Linked DNA regions of Zea mays: region 1 is linked to region 2. The links are chromatin contacts, called in public Hi-C maps. All regions are on one chromosome and are shown on one strand. The core of a region is the stretch at or near the end of the contact, and the rest is flanking DNA. Distances in the headings are between cores, read along the strand shown. Region 1 has its middle 46 kb from the start of LOC103636172. Region 2 holds the start of LOC103637404.

Region 1 (6,633 bases), core at 1,274-3,773, 100 kb after region 2:
ATATTGTGGAAGTACAGGCATAGTTTGCGGATCCAGCAGTCACGCAGTCCACCTGCCACACATCCGCTCCGCCGCCGATATGTGCGGGTGCGATGGTCCGTCGTTAATATAAGCTGACACTGACGGACAGACAGCGGCAGCGCACCACAAGGCCGCAACCACCGAGCGAGCCAGCTAGCCTAAAGCACGCACGCTCGGGGGGCGCAGCGCAGCCGGCCGATCGAAGGTCTCGCCGTGTCGCCACCCGCTGTGCCCGTGCCGGCATACCCAGCCGTGGTCCCGGCCGCACGTGAAGCGAATATCAGCAAGGATCCCCAGAGCCGGCGCCCGGCGACTAACTAACCAATGCGATGGCCAGAGCAGGCTGGCGCCGCGAGTGGCGTGCTTCGGTGCTTGTGAGATCGATCGTCGCTGTGGTTGCTCGCGATCTTGACGCCGACGCCGCATGTCCCCGTACACGGCCATCCGCGGTGTCCGATGCACCCACCCACTACCAGCTGAGCAGCAGCAGCAGCGCGCTCTGTCGCGCGCGATACGGGGCGGTCGAACCAGCGAAGCTTCTGCTGCTGGAACGGTGACGGGATCGCGGGGATCCATCCATCCTCGGCGCTCCCCGATCGACGCTGGCCGGATCTCCGTGTAGATCGATCGCCTCTGAGTTGTACGTACCGAAGCGGATCCGCTCCGACGGTTTCTTTATGCCAGCGGGGTTGTCGTTCATCCTGTCCCGGCGGGGGGCTGGCTGGCGTACCGTACGTAGGCAGTATCAACGTTAAATAAACTAGTCGGCCTCCGTGGCCCGCGCCGCGGCGGTTTCTTTACTCCCTCCGACGTGTCGGAGCCGGAGCGACGACTTGGTCTTTCTCCATTCGGGGCGGGCCGCCGTGTCGGAGCGAGCGAGCGAGCAGCCCAGCACACATGTCGCGCCGCGGTTGGCTGCTGAGTGTTAGTGCAGCAGGCAGGCACGCACGCACGCACGAACGACTCTGCAAGCGATCAGGAGCTGCAGTGGTAGTCGAACGCGAGGTCGCGCGACGCGTACGCCCTTCGAGGAGGAGCGAGGGGCCGGATCCGGATCAGTGCTGTGAGGCGAGGTCGCGACGACCTGCTAGATAGCAAGAATCCTGGAGGATTTCCAGGTCTCATCAGCCCGCCATTTGCATTGCAAGCAAAGCCAGCGCGCGCGCACACACACACGGGCGGATCACGAACGGATCAAGGCTGCGTGCCGGTGTGCATGTGAGAATAATGGCGCCAGGTCAGGAATCTGTGCAGGTACCAAGTGTGTATCGTATCATCGTGGGCGATCGAAGATCACGATCTGATCGATCATCATGTGGCAGTACTAGGGATCAGAACTCGATCATTAGAGGAGCAGCAGTGTTCGATCTGCATGCAGATTTATATATGTGTGTGGTTCGTTCGTTCACTTTATCGTTACGACTAAGCGCCAGCAGCTAGTAGTATATATAGATAGGGGACGAAGAATATTGTTGGTTGTGAACCTATTTTTACTGGTATTTTATATAACCGTCGGTGTTAAGGAACATTAGAAATTATCATTTTTATAGTTACTATTTTTATAGGTGAGTAACTGAGAATCGCCAATGCAAATTATTTTCAGAAACATAAAACAGATTTAAAAAAACAAAAAAATATTTTATTTAAGGAGAGGCATCGGCCTACCCACCCGTCCCGTCAAAGTCGTGGCATTACCGCGCTACGCGGTTGCTAGGAATCAAACCCCTACCCTACTCTCGCGTGTACTCTCCTATACCGCTCTGCCTATAACATACTTTGTATATATTTGTAGTTTTGTTGTCCTCATATTACAACCAACAGAGTGTAAATTGTTTGTTTGAGACCGTAAATGAATTCAAATAAAAAATTTGTCAACTACAATGTTGAATAACTTTTGAAGTTCTACAACTTGCATTTTGTCATTTTTTCCATGTGAGATTGTTTGCAAAATTTGATTTTTAAATTTATCAAATTTAGATGTAATTTTTGATAGCCGAAATGATTTAAAATAAAAAGTTATCAACTACAAAGTTTCATAACTTTTAAAGATCTACAACTTTTATTTTGGTGATTACATCATACGAGGTCGTTTGAAAAACTTGAAAAATTTAAGAAAACTGTCACTAGAAATCGATTTATATAGGCGATTCATTAATAAAACCGTATGTAGAGTTCTACAGGCGGTTTTCTTAAGAAACCGTCTTTAGAAATACGATTTGTAATAATAGTTTTTTTAAGAAATCGCCACTAAAAATAGCACATGCAGTTGATAATAATAACCTAATCCGTATATTAAAATATACCGCACCACATACTTTGAGCTTTTTTAGCCGTGATCGTTACCTTCGGAAACACACATATACAGCATAGCGTGCCACACGTTCCGCCACTTCCTACAGTGCCACAAGCTAGCCCTTCGTCTCTAGCTACCGCACCGAGACTCAGGTCGTCGTCGTCGCCGCCGCTCGTTTCGTCTCTAGCTGCTGGCCGTGTAACACGATTATTCTGAACGTACCGTCTTAACAATACGTTTAGGTGCTTAATTCCAACCGCGCTAACGTGCGCGTAGTGACCTCAGCGCTACGTGACGAAGGCAAGGCCGCCGGATCGCTGTCAAATTCGTCTAAAGCCATCTCTTTCATCTATCTCCTAGGACTGCTTTCTTCCCGAGCCTTCCCGAGCCTTCTGTATGTGGAAATATACCGCACCGTAGGCTTTACAATCCAGCTGGATCGAGTAGTAACAAAAAGGCCCCAAGCACTGCTTCCCCCCTGTTTAATATAAATGGTCGTTGTTTCCACGTTTGATTTGAAATGTGTCCGCATAAGGGGAAAGCGTTTTTCTTCTTTTGACGCCAGGTTAATCATGTCATTAACACGTCATTAACTTCACGAAAGAGTGATGTCATTTAGAACGCCGTAACTCATAAAATCATGAGGGCATGTACAACTTAGGGACTTCTGATCTAGTTTTTCAAGAATAAGAGACAACTAAGAAACTGTATGGTATAACTCTAAGACTTTTGATTATAAATATAGTTAAGATGTTAGAGTGTATCTGTATCTGATCCTTATTGGGGCATGCGGGTCCCTCTGGGCTTAGGTGCGGGACGTGCGCTGTCCCATCTCCCATCAACGCGACCCTTACCCCTCCGGGCGCGGCCACATCTGGCGGCCCTGCTCTTCGCGCCGCCTCCTCTCCCATCGACGCGAGTGACTCCAGTGCGGGAGGCCTCGGCGCGCGCCTCAGCGCCCGGGCCGTGCGCGACCTTGGCCCAGTCGTATTCGGTACGGGCGGCCCCGGCGCAGGCGCTCCAACGCACGGCCAGGCCCCCACGGTCCTCCTCGACACAAGTTTTTCTAGCCTCCCCTTCTCCGAGGACAGTAGTAACGGCTGAAATCGCAACGGTCAGCAGTAACGGCTGTATCAACGACTATAGTGCATTTAATGCGTCGTCAGATGTCAGATAAAGCAGTCGCGGACGGTTCCGGCCGTACAACCGTGGACGGTCCGCGAGGACGCTAAAATTGCATTTTACCGAACCCGTCACCTTCGGGGTTTTTCTGGTTTTACAACGACCGGACGGCCCGTGCCTGAGGCCGGACGGTCCGCGCTTGGTCTCGGGCGGCGCTTGCTTCTCCATCGGACAGTCCATAGTGTTAACTTGTGTTTTTGCAATGTTCCTGTCCGAGCCACACCCTGGTGTCGCGAACGGTCCGTCGCAAGGGCCCGGACGGTCCGCGCATAGGTGTTTTTTTCCAAAATGCTTCTCCTGTTTCGGACAGTCGACTTATAATAGTTGTAGATAAACTTATTGTCGGGGACCATAATTAGGGGTACCCCCAAGACTCCTAAACTCGGCTGGTAACCACCATAGCACAAAGCTGCAAAGGCCTGATGGGCGCAATTCAGGTCAAGGCTCCGTCCGCTCAAGGGACACGACCTCGCCTCGCCCGAGCCCAGCCTCAGGCAGGAACGGTAGACCAAGGCAGATTCACGCCTCGCCCGAGGGCATCCTCAAGTAACGGGCGCACCTTCGACTCGCCCGAGGCCCAGCTCGGGCAGGCTTCGCAGTGAAGCAACCTTGGCCAGATCGCCGCGCCAACCGACCACATCGCAGGAGCATTCAATGCAAGGATCGCCTGACACCTTATCCTGACGCGCGCTCCTCAGTCGACAAGGCCGAAGTGACCACAGTCACTTCGCCCCTCCACTGACTAACCTGACAGGAAAACAACGCCGCCTGCCCTGCTCCGACTGCTGTGTCACCCGCCAGGGTGAGGCTGACAGCAGCCAAGTCCAGCCTCGGGCGCCATAGGAAGCTCCGCCTCGCCCGACCCCAGGGCTCGGACTCAACCTCGACCCCGGAAGACGGTCTCCGCCTCGCCCGACCCCAGGGCTCGGACTCCACCTTGACCGCGGAAGACGGTCTCCGCCTCGCCCGACCCCAGGGCTCGGACTCCACCTCGACCTCGGAAGACGGTCTCTGCCTCGCCCGACCCCAGAGCTCGGACTCCACCTCGACCCCGGAAGACGGTCTCCGCCTCGCCCGACCCCAGGGCTCGGACTCCACCTCGACCTCGGAGGACGGTCTCCGCCTCGCCCGACCCTAGGCTCGAACTCAGCCTCGACCTCGGAGGAGTCACCGCCTCGCCCGACCTCGGGCTCGGACCGACCACGCCACAAGGGGGGTACATCATTACCCTACCCCTAGCTAGCTCAGGCTACGGGGAACAAGATCGGCATCCCATCTGGCTCGCCCCGGTAAACAAGTAATGATGGCACCCCGCGTGCTCCATGACGATGGCGGTTCTCAGCCCCCTACGGAAGCAAGGAGATGTCAGCAAGGATCCGACATCCCCGACAGCTGTACTTCTACAGGGTTTAAGCGCTCCTCCGACGGCCACAACATCACATGAACAGGGCAGCAACACCTCTCCGACAGTCACATCGGCATGTACATAGGGCTCTGGCTCCTCTATGCTAGACACATTAGCACATTGCTACACCCCCCATTGTACACCTGGACCCTCTCCTTACGTCTATAAAAGGAAGGTCCATGGCCCTCGTACGAAAAGGTGGCCGCGCGGGAGGACGAGCTGACGAACAGGCTCTCTCTCTCTCTCCCTCGCGAACGCTTGTAACCCCCTACTGCAAGCTCATCCGCCCTGAGCGCAGGACAACACGAGCCGTAGTTCCCCTTATTGTTTCTCCCTTGTGTTCCGTCTTGCGCCGACCCATCTGGGCTGGGACACGCAGCGACAATTTACTCGTCGGTCCAGGGACCCCCCGGGATCGAAACGCCGACAGTTGGCGCGCCAGGTAGGGGCCTGCTGCGTGTTGACGAACAGCTTCCCGTCAAGCTCTAGATGGGTAGTCTCCAGCAACCTCTCCAGCCCGGGACGATGCTCCGTTTCAGGAGTCTCGAGTTCATGTCCCTCGACGGCAGCTACGACACAGTACTCCTTCTTCCGCCGCGTGACAACGACAATGGCGGCCTTCAGCCCGCCCGCCGGCGGCGGAATCGACGACGTCTTCCCCCCGTGGCGGAAGAACAGCATCCAGGCCTGTTCCGTCACCTTCCCCGCCGTAGGAGGAGGAGGCGGGGCAACCATGGCCAAGCAAGAGGCGGCACCTCGTCGGCTGTCGAGCGAGTCGACGATGCCGGCGCCCCAGCGGGGGACACGTCGGGCGTTGACCTCGGGTCTGAGACGAAGACGGGCGTCGTTTCCCCGCAACACGCCAACCCCAAGCGGACGGATGACGCCAGCACGCTCACGAAGGATCTATTAGGCGTTAGCCGCGCACCTGAAATAACGGTGCAGTCCGTCCCCGACGCGACTCCGTCACCATCCTTCGATCAAGAGGTACCGTCCGTTTTCCATCTTGTGTCTTTTAGATTCAGCTTCGACCCACCAAGCGACCCCGCTTCGGTGGACGCTTTTGTAAAGGCATATCTGAAAGGGAATTAGGCTTACACCTAGTCCCTAATTAATTTTGGTGGTTGAATTGCCCAACACAAACAATTGGACTAACTAAGTTTGCCCAAGTTTATAGATTACACAGGTGTAAAAGGTTCACACTCAGCCAATAAAAAGACCAAGTTTTGGATTCAACAAAGGAGCAAAGTGGGAACCGAAGGCCCTCTGGTCTGGGAGCACCGGACTGTCCGGTGTACACCGGACACTGTCCGGTGCACCAGAGGACTTCAACGCGAACTCGCCACCTTCGGGAATTTTCCAGGCCGGCGCGCTATAATTCACCGGACTGTCCGGTGTACACCGGACAGTGTCCGGTGCTCCAAGGAAGCGCGGCCTCATGAACTCGCCAGCCTCGGGATTTCACTGCAGCAGCTTCGCTATAATTCACCGGACTGTCCGGTGTGCACCGGACTGTCCGGTGTACCAGCGGAGCAACGGCTATCTCCGCGCCAACGGCTCTCTGCCGCGCATTTAATGCGCGCTCTGCGCGCGCAGATGTCAGGCGCGCCCACTTCGGCACACCGGACAAGGAACAGTAGATGTCCGGTGTGCACCGGACATCCAGGCGGGCCCACAAGTCAGAAGCTCCAACGGCTAGAATCCAACGGCAGTGATGACGTGGCAGGGGGCA
Region 2 (6,419 bases), core at 364-2,863:
CATATCCGATCGTTTTAATTTGTTTTCGTGTAATCGTATATCTCGCAACCGTTTCAGTTTTCGTCTATACTGCTCTCGCTTCGTTTTTGTAAAAAAATATGGTAACGGAAATGGGAGATGGGTTTTTTCGATCGTTTTCATCCGTTTTCATCCCTAGATACAGGGGACTGGCCACCCGGTCCATGGCCCGGGACGTGATTTGTAAATCTCTATATAACTTTATTACATTTAGATCAAAATATATTAAAACTGTAGTAGATTAAATATATCGGTCTAGTGCGTGATCAGATCCTAGATCTTCCGGATATAGACAACACGGCTCGAGATATAGTCTTATAAGGGATAGAAGGGGATTCCAGTACATCCTCGAAGTATACAAGAGAAAAGCATAGTTCATGATTGTGCAATTTCGTAATCGTTGTGCTTTGCCACGTCCTACGTTCTACCTCTTTTTTTCTATTTTTTTGTCCTACTATATACTGGCTTATTACAATCTGAAATAATCACATCACGTTCCCGTTGGTGTTAAAGGATCAAAACAGCAAGCGTCCACGCTTATAGGAGCTGAGTGCATGTAACTGCATATATAAGACAAATTGTTTATTGTATTGCCTTTTTTTTTGTTTTTTTGCCTAGCGTAAATCCTAACGGCAACAGCAGCTGAACTTGGCGTGATCACATGTACGACGTGGCGCGCGGCAGTGCATCGGCGGGATCGAGATCACGGCTCAGTAGCCGCAGGTACTCATCGAGGTCGAGGGTTTTCTGGAGCTCCTCGTCTGGCCGGTCGACGATCTTGTACTTCTCCATTAACCGATCCCTATTCCTCATCCACCAGGAGAACGCTGAGTCGTCCGTTCCCAGTCCGACCGCGTCGGGATCGTCGGCCACAGTAGTAGATGAGTTGTCATCATCAGCGAGCCCGCGGCTCTGGGCGCTGTCTCTGTCTTCGTCGTTGTCGGGTGTGGGCGTGCCTGCCTCTGCGTCGTCGGCCGGAGGGTCGCGGCGCCGGCGTGCCGAACTGGCCGGATTCTTGTCGTCCGCGGCGGCCTTCCTCTCCTTGCGCCCGGACGCCGCCGCCGGCGAGGCGCGCGCACGCGGACTGAAGTAGACCTTGCAGAGGACCACATCGTCGGCGTCGGCGCCGTCGAGGCTGAGCTCCACCATCAGCCACCCCGACCGGACGCGCCGCCCTTTCACCTTCGTCATGAACGAGAATGCCTGGCGGTGCCCTACTAGGAGCCGGCCGGGCCCCTCCACCACGGGCTTCGCGCCGGCCTCGGAGTGCCAGCACCCTTCCCCGGTGTGCACCTTGCGCGCCTTGCGCTGCCCGTCGCTCTTCTTTGCCCTCACGGCGCAGAAGAAGTACCACGCCCTGTCGCCGTTGCTCGCGAGCACCGGAGCGAGCCTGCCCGTGAGCTCGCCGGGGCCAGCGGAGTAGACGTCCACGTCATGGACGAACGACGCGCACGGCGTGTCGCTGTCGTCAGAGACGACGACGCGGGGGCGGAGGAAGGACGTGATGAGCTCTGCCTCGGATGGATGGGTCTCCATGTTGTGCTGCAGCCGTGAGCCTAGGCCCAGCCGTGTCTTGGAACGGGTCGTCGCGACCATTGGCACGATGGAGAATGCGATTATGCGAGCATAAACAGAATCGATACGAGGATAGTTTCGCCGCCGTCTCGACGTCTTATTATATACGATGGCTGCTGTGCGAAGGCCGAAACCGACTCGAACCGTTCGGCAACACAATTCCAAAGTCCGAACTCCGTTTGCGCGGCCGGCTGCCGATCGTCATGGTTGAGGGCGCAGTGGGCCGGGCCGAAACCAAATGCAACCCCTGTTTTGGCGATTTTCAGTGCTGGATCTAGGATTCAAGTTTAGAGAGTTTTTTTTTTCAAAGTGTATCGATACTGAGGTCCGGATTTGACATTTTTTTTAAAAAAAAATAGCTTTGGCTTTAGCTTGACCGTCCAGACAGTTTTTTTTAAGGAACCAAAGCCATTATAAAAAACATTTTGCAAAATGGTTTCTATAATGTTTTTCAAAAGAAACGCCGTCTAATTACTTTTTTAGATATTCAAGATTAATATAACCAATCTCATATATATATATATATATATATATATATATATATATTCAATTCATACAAACAATGTAGATGCAATCCTACTCAGAAAAAAAAACACAACATCTATTATAGACATACATGTATATAAGAGCATCTTCAAGAGACTAGCCAAATAACTCGTCAGACCAATTATTCGCTATTTAACAGAAAAACTCTCCGACAGACTAGCCATCCAACTCGCCAAGCCACCCAGCTCTCCAAAATGGCCTCCTCTGTAGCCAAATTTGGCTAGCCACTCTCGCTAGTTGAACTAACTTGTCCGTTGGAGAGTCTGTTGAAATGATATGCTATAAATAGAGTATAATCTTTATGAAGAGGTAAATAGAGAGTCAAATAAAAAATAAAAAATAGAGTCCCTTGGAGATGCTCTAAAAGTCACAACGATTTGGAAAAGAATTATTGCCCTAGCAATATCATCTCGAAAAATCTATCTATGACCCGACCATTGGATTGTGTTGTTAATGTATTTTGAGAATACCGATATCTTGCATACCTTTCTGAAATAGTTGGCACTTAATCATGATTTGGATCACACTTTACAAAATCCTTATCTAAAGCATGGTCCTCACGAATGTTGTTATGCAAACTTATAGTAACTGCAACGACTATCTTTTGCGCTTCGATTTTGTAGGATGATGTTTTAAGAAAAAAATACTCCACTTTATTTTCCATACTCTGAATGCATGCTCCACAACATAACGGATACTTGAATGAAAATGGTTAAAGTGCTCTTGCTCACTATTTGGAGCAGGTTCTCTCCTTCAATCGGGTACATGATACCTTTGACCCTTATATGGAGCCAAGTATCTAGGATGAGTTGGATATCCAACATCGACACAATAATATTTTCCTACATTTCATAATAACAACAGTATATATTTTTAGTACAAATGTTAATAAATCCCACAATATTATAGCATACCTGTAGGATGGTGTGGAAAATTATCCATACCATTCCTTAATGCACGGAAGAGAACATTGGTGTCGTGCATAGACACTGGCGGCCATATGGAGGCATAAGTAAATCACATGTCAAAATCAACAACAACCAGAACATTTTGAGTTGCATTGCCACTTCTACCAATGTATCTAATAACATATTCTAGTGAATGTGTCACATTAATGTGGGATTCATCAAGAGCTCCAATGCAATATTTAAAATGAGGCATCATTCTTCGATCACCAAAAATTATACTGTGTCGTGGAGAAATTTGGATCAATAGGTCTAATATAGTCCTTGCACGTAGACACCACACAGTGCAAGACTTCACAAAAGCTTTCTGCTAATCGTCTATCCAAAATGTTTGAATATATTGATTAAAGCACTATTTGACCAACCATGCCCACAAGTAACAAGAAACATGGTTAGCGACCCCACAAAATTTATATTAATAGATTATTTAAGACCATATGTACTCTCTAGAAAATCATGCAAACTATAAAAGAGTGAAGCATTCATTCGAAACATGTTATGATTGGCTCCATGGTGTCCATTAGTCAACAATATCCACTTTGTCTAAATGTCCTAACTTCATTTTTTCATGATACTTTAAATAATAGTTGGAAGCAATAAGAGATGCACATAGTAGATTGCTTTGCGTACATCTTACAAAAGAATAACTTGAGCAATAACATTTTCATCATCAGAGTCACTGTCTGTCGTACTTTAGTGAGAGGTCACATTCCATGCAAGCCTAGTGATAGAGAATGATCAGCTCCAAAATTATTTAATGCAACATATTTGGGATCAACACCACAAAAATTAGATTGTATGCTTATGAGTTATGTATTTTTTATCTTTTTAAGTAATGTTAGTTTTATTTTTAATGCATTGAATAATTTTTAGTTTAACTGAATCTTTGTATCGTGTAATTTTCTTTAAGTATTGTATATTTTATTTTCTTTATAAGCTAAATATTATTGATTGATTTAATTAAGTGTTCAATTATTATTTTTAATATAACCTCATATTTCCTTTATAAAAATATATAAAATAAAAGCTAACATGGTGCTAACACTAGTAAATTGTTGAGGTAAATATAAAAGAAGCTCTATAGAGGCGACACGAGGCAGAGGAAGGATGTGATGAGCTCTGCCTAGGGGTGGGCGTTCGGGTTACCCGAAATTTTCGGGTCGGGTAATTCGGGTTTTTAAAATTTCGGGTTTTGAAAATCGATACCCGAAATTACAACGGGTTTTTCAATACTCGAAATTTCGGGTACCCGAAATTTCGGGTTCGGGTTCGGGTATTCCCGAACTACCCGAACTATTGTGTTGGCTTCATAAAAACACATACACTCTATTAAATTAGTATAAAAATATAGTTTGAATAATGATATACATGGACATATAAAACACAAGCAATCTACAATCACAAGTTATGCACACTTACACATAATTATAGATGTACAAATTAATAAATAAGCATGACATGAGTACATGACACATGAAAGTTCGGGTAATTCGGGTACCCGATTGTGATACCCGAATTACCCGAAATAATTTCGGGTTTTGCAAGTTGCTACCCGAAATTCCCGAACAAAATTCGGGTTTCGGGTATTTCGGGTTCGGGTTCGGGTATTTCGGGTTCGGGTTTCGGGTTACGGGTTTTTTGCCCAGCCCTAGCTCTGCCTCAGATGGGTGGGGGTGAGTCGCCATGTTGGGCCATAGCCGTGAGCCTAGGCGCGACACTGTCTTGTAACGGGTCACGACCATGGCCACAATAGAATCGATCTGAGGATAGCTTCGCCGCCATCTCAACGTCTTTATATCGAATGGAATATGAATATGATGGTTGCTGTGCGAAAGGCCGAAACTGGCTCGAACCCTTCTTTTATGACACTGAAGGAAACACAATTTTGAACTCGGTCTCATTTGCGCGACCGGCTCCCAAGCATGTATGGTTGCCTTGAGGGCGCAGTGGACCGGGCTGAAACCAAATGCAACCCCTGTGTACCCAATTACCCACAAAAATAGGAAGTGCAGTTCAGAAGCTGTACCTAAATATAATAATTTTACAATGCCTCTACATTGTGATGCCACACAATGATATTTGATGTATTGGTTGAGGTAGGCCATTCCCTATCAGACTCTCCCCATAAAAAATACTAATAAAAAGTAAACATATGATCCACGTACCAGATATTAAAATGATAAGGATAAATATTACACTTTATCTTAGCTAAAAAGCAAAAAGCATGAGTTGAAAAGGAGCCTAACTCCTTTTTATAGCTCGTTCTCTTTTAGCTAGCAGGGTGGTACTATGTGGAAGCTTTGCGCTACGTGCGACTTCCTGTCGTGTTGGACTTAAATGGTTGCTTACGACCCATCTGTGGTGGGTCCATTAGTAGGCGAGAAGCGACATAGAGGTACAGATCTATACGATTCACACGTGATGCATGACACATGAAACTGGTGCTTTAAAAAGTAGAGATATATATCTTAGCTTGAAAAACCTAAATCATGTTAAATCTGAAATATCCTAGTTCTGAAAAGACTGAAAACATGTATCTCGATGCATCTTACATTTGACAACTGATAATATACCAACATATTCCATCAATAGCGCATCAAAACAAGATTTAATTGCAGAGGTTTGGTGATTCTCTCCTATACTGATGTCTGTCGTGATAGTTGTACCATTCATGGATGCACCCACACCGAAACATGAGCCTACTAGCGTCCCCCATGCTGAAGGACAATAGCCGAGCACAAGTACCGCAAGAACCCAACGGCGCTGCCGCCACTCCGGACGAGGCGAACGTTAACCCAACAGCATTCCCGACGAAGAGTCCTGCCGTTGGCTACGGTGACCTCCTTCTTTCGTGGCGGCTCGACGGTTAGTTGTCGTCCGCCGTCTGCCCAGACCACCGGCGGATGGTGCTGACGCAAAAGGAGTCGCCCAACTATAAGAATGGAAGTGCGCCAAGAGGCTGCTCTTGGAGATGCCCCAGGGCTAGGCCATCACCGACTCCCTGGAGAAGCTGGAGGAGGGCCTGTTGGCGCGTGGGCGGTTCGGGTCCGGGCACCTGCTAGGCACCGTTTCCGGCGTGGTGACGCAGAGCGTTCGCGAGGAGCCGGAGGTCCTGGTGGCCGAGGGCGACATGGAGGAGCGCGACGTCACAGAGCTCTTCCGCGTTGTCAGTGTCACTACCATAGCTGTGCCAGTGGATGACCATCTAGATATATGCCGGACGATGAACAGGACAAGTCCAAGACTGACGTACATGGTAAAAGAGAAAGGCATGCGAATAGCCGCTTCGTAGGCCGGAATGGTTGTAATTGGGCT

The links. A called contact is a pair of places that touch in the nucleus more often than the background predicts.
Region 1: a Hi-C map of leaf shows a contact between it and region 2, with 6 times the contacts expected there. The contact joins the enhancer-like site here to the promoter of LOC103637404 in region 2. A contact is called at or near these places in 5 of 25 Hi-C or Micro-C datasets (ear, leaf, seedling and 1 more).

The regions. Positions count from the first base shown.
Region 1 is chr8:154,610,783-154,617,415 of Zm-B73-REFERENCE-NAM-5.0, forward strand. No RefSeq gene overlaps it. Among protein-coding and RNA genes, the nearest start is that of LOC103636172, 46 kb to the right of the region's middle. Within about 2 kb of position 2,524, at least 8 of the 20 cell types and tissues checked have an H3K27ac peak or open chromatin away from gene starts, as enhancers often do. A contact at or near this core is called in leaf, where this site is marked.
Region 2 is chr8:154,507,683-154,514,101 of Zm-B73-REFERENCE-NAM-5.0, forward strand. It overlaps LOC103637404, which reads right to left and starts at 1,614. Exons shown (of 1, transcript XM_008659605.2): 1 at 547-1,614. The coding sequence starts at 1,614. The coding sequence ends at 676. It also overlaps the pseudogene LOC111590079.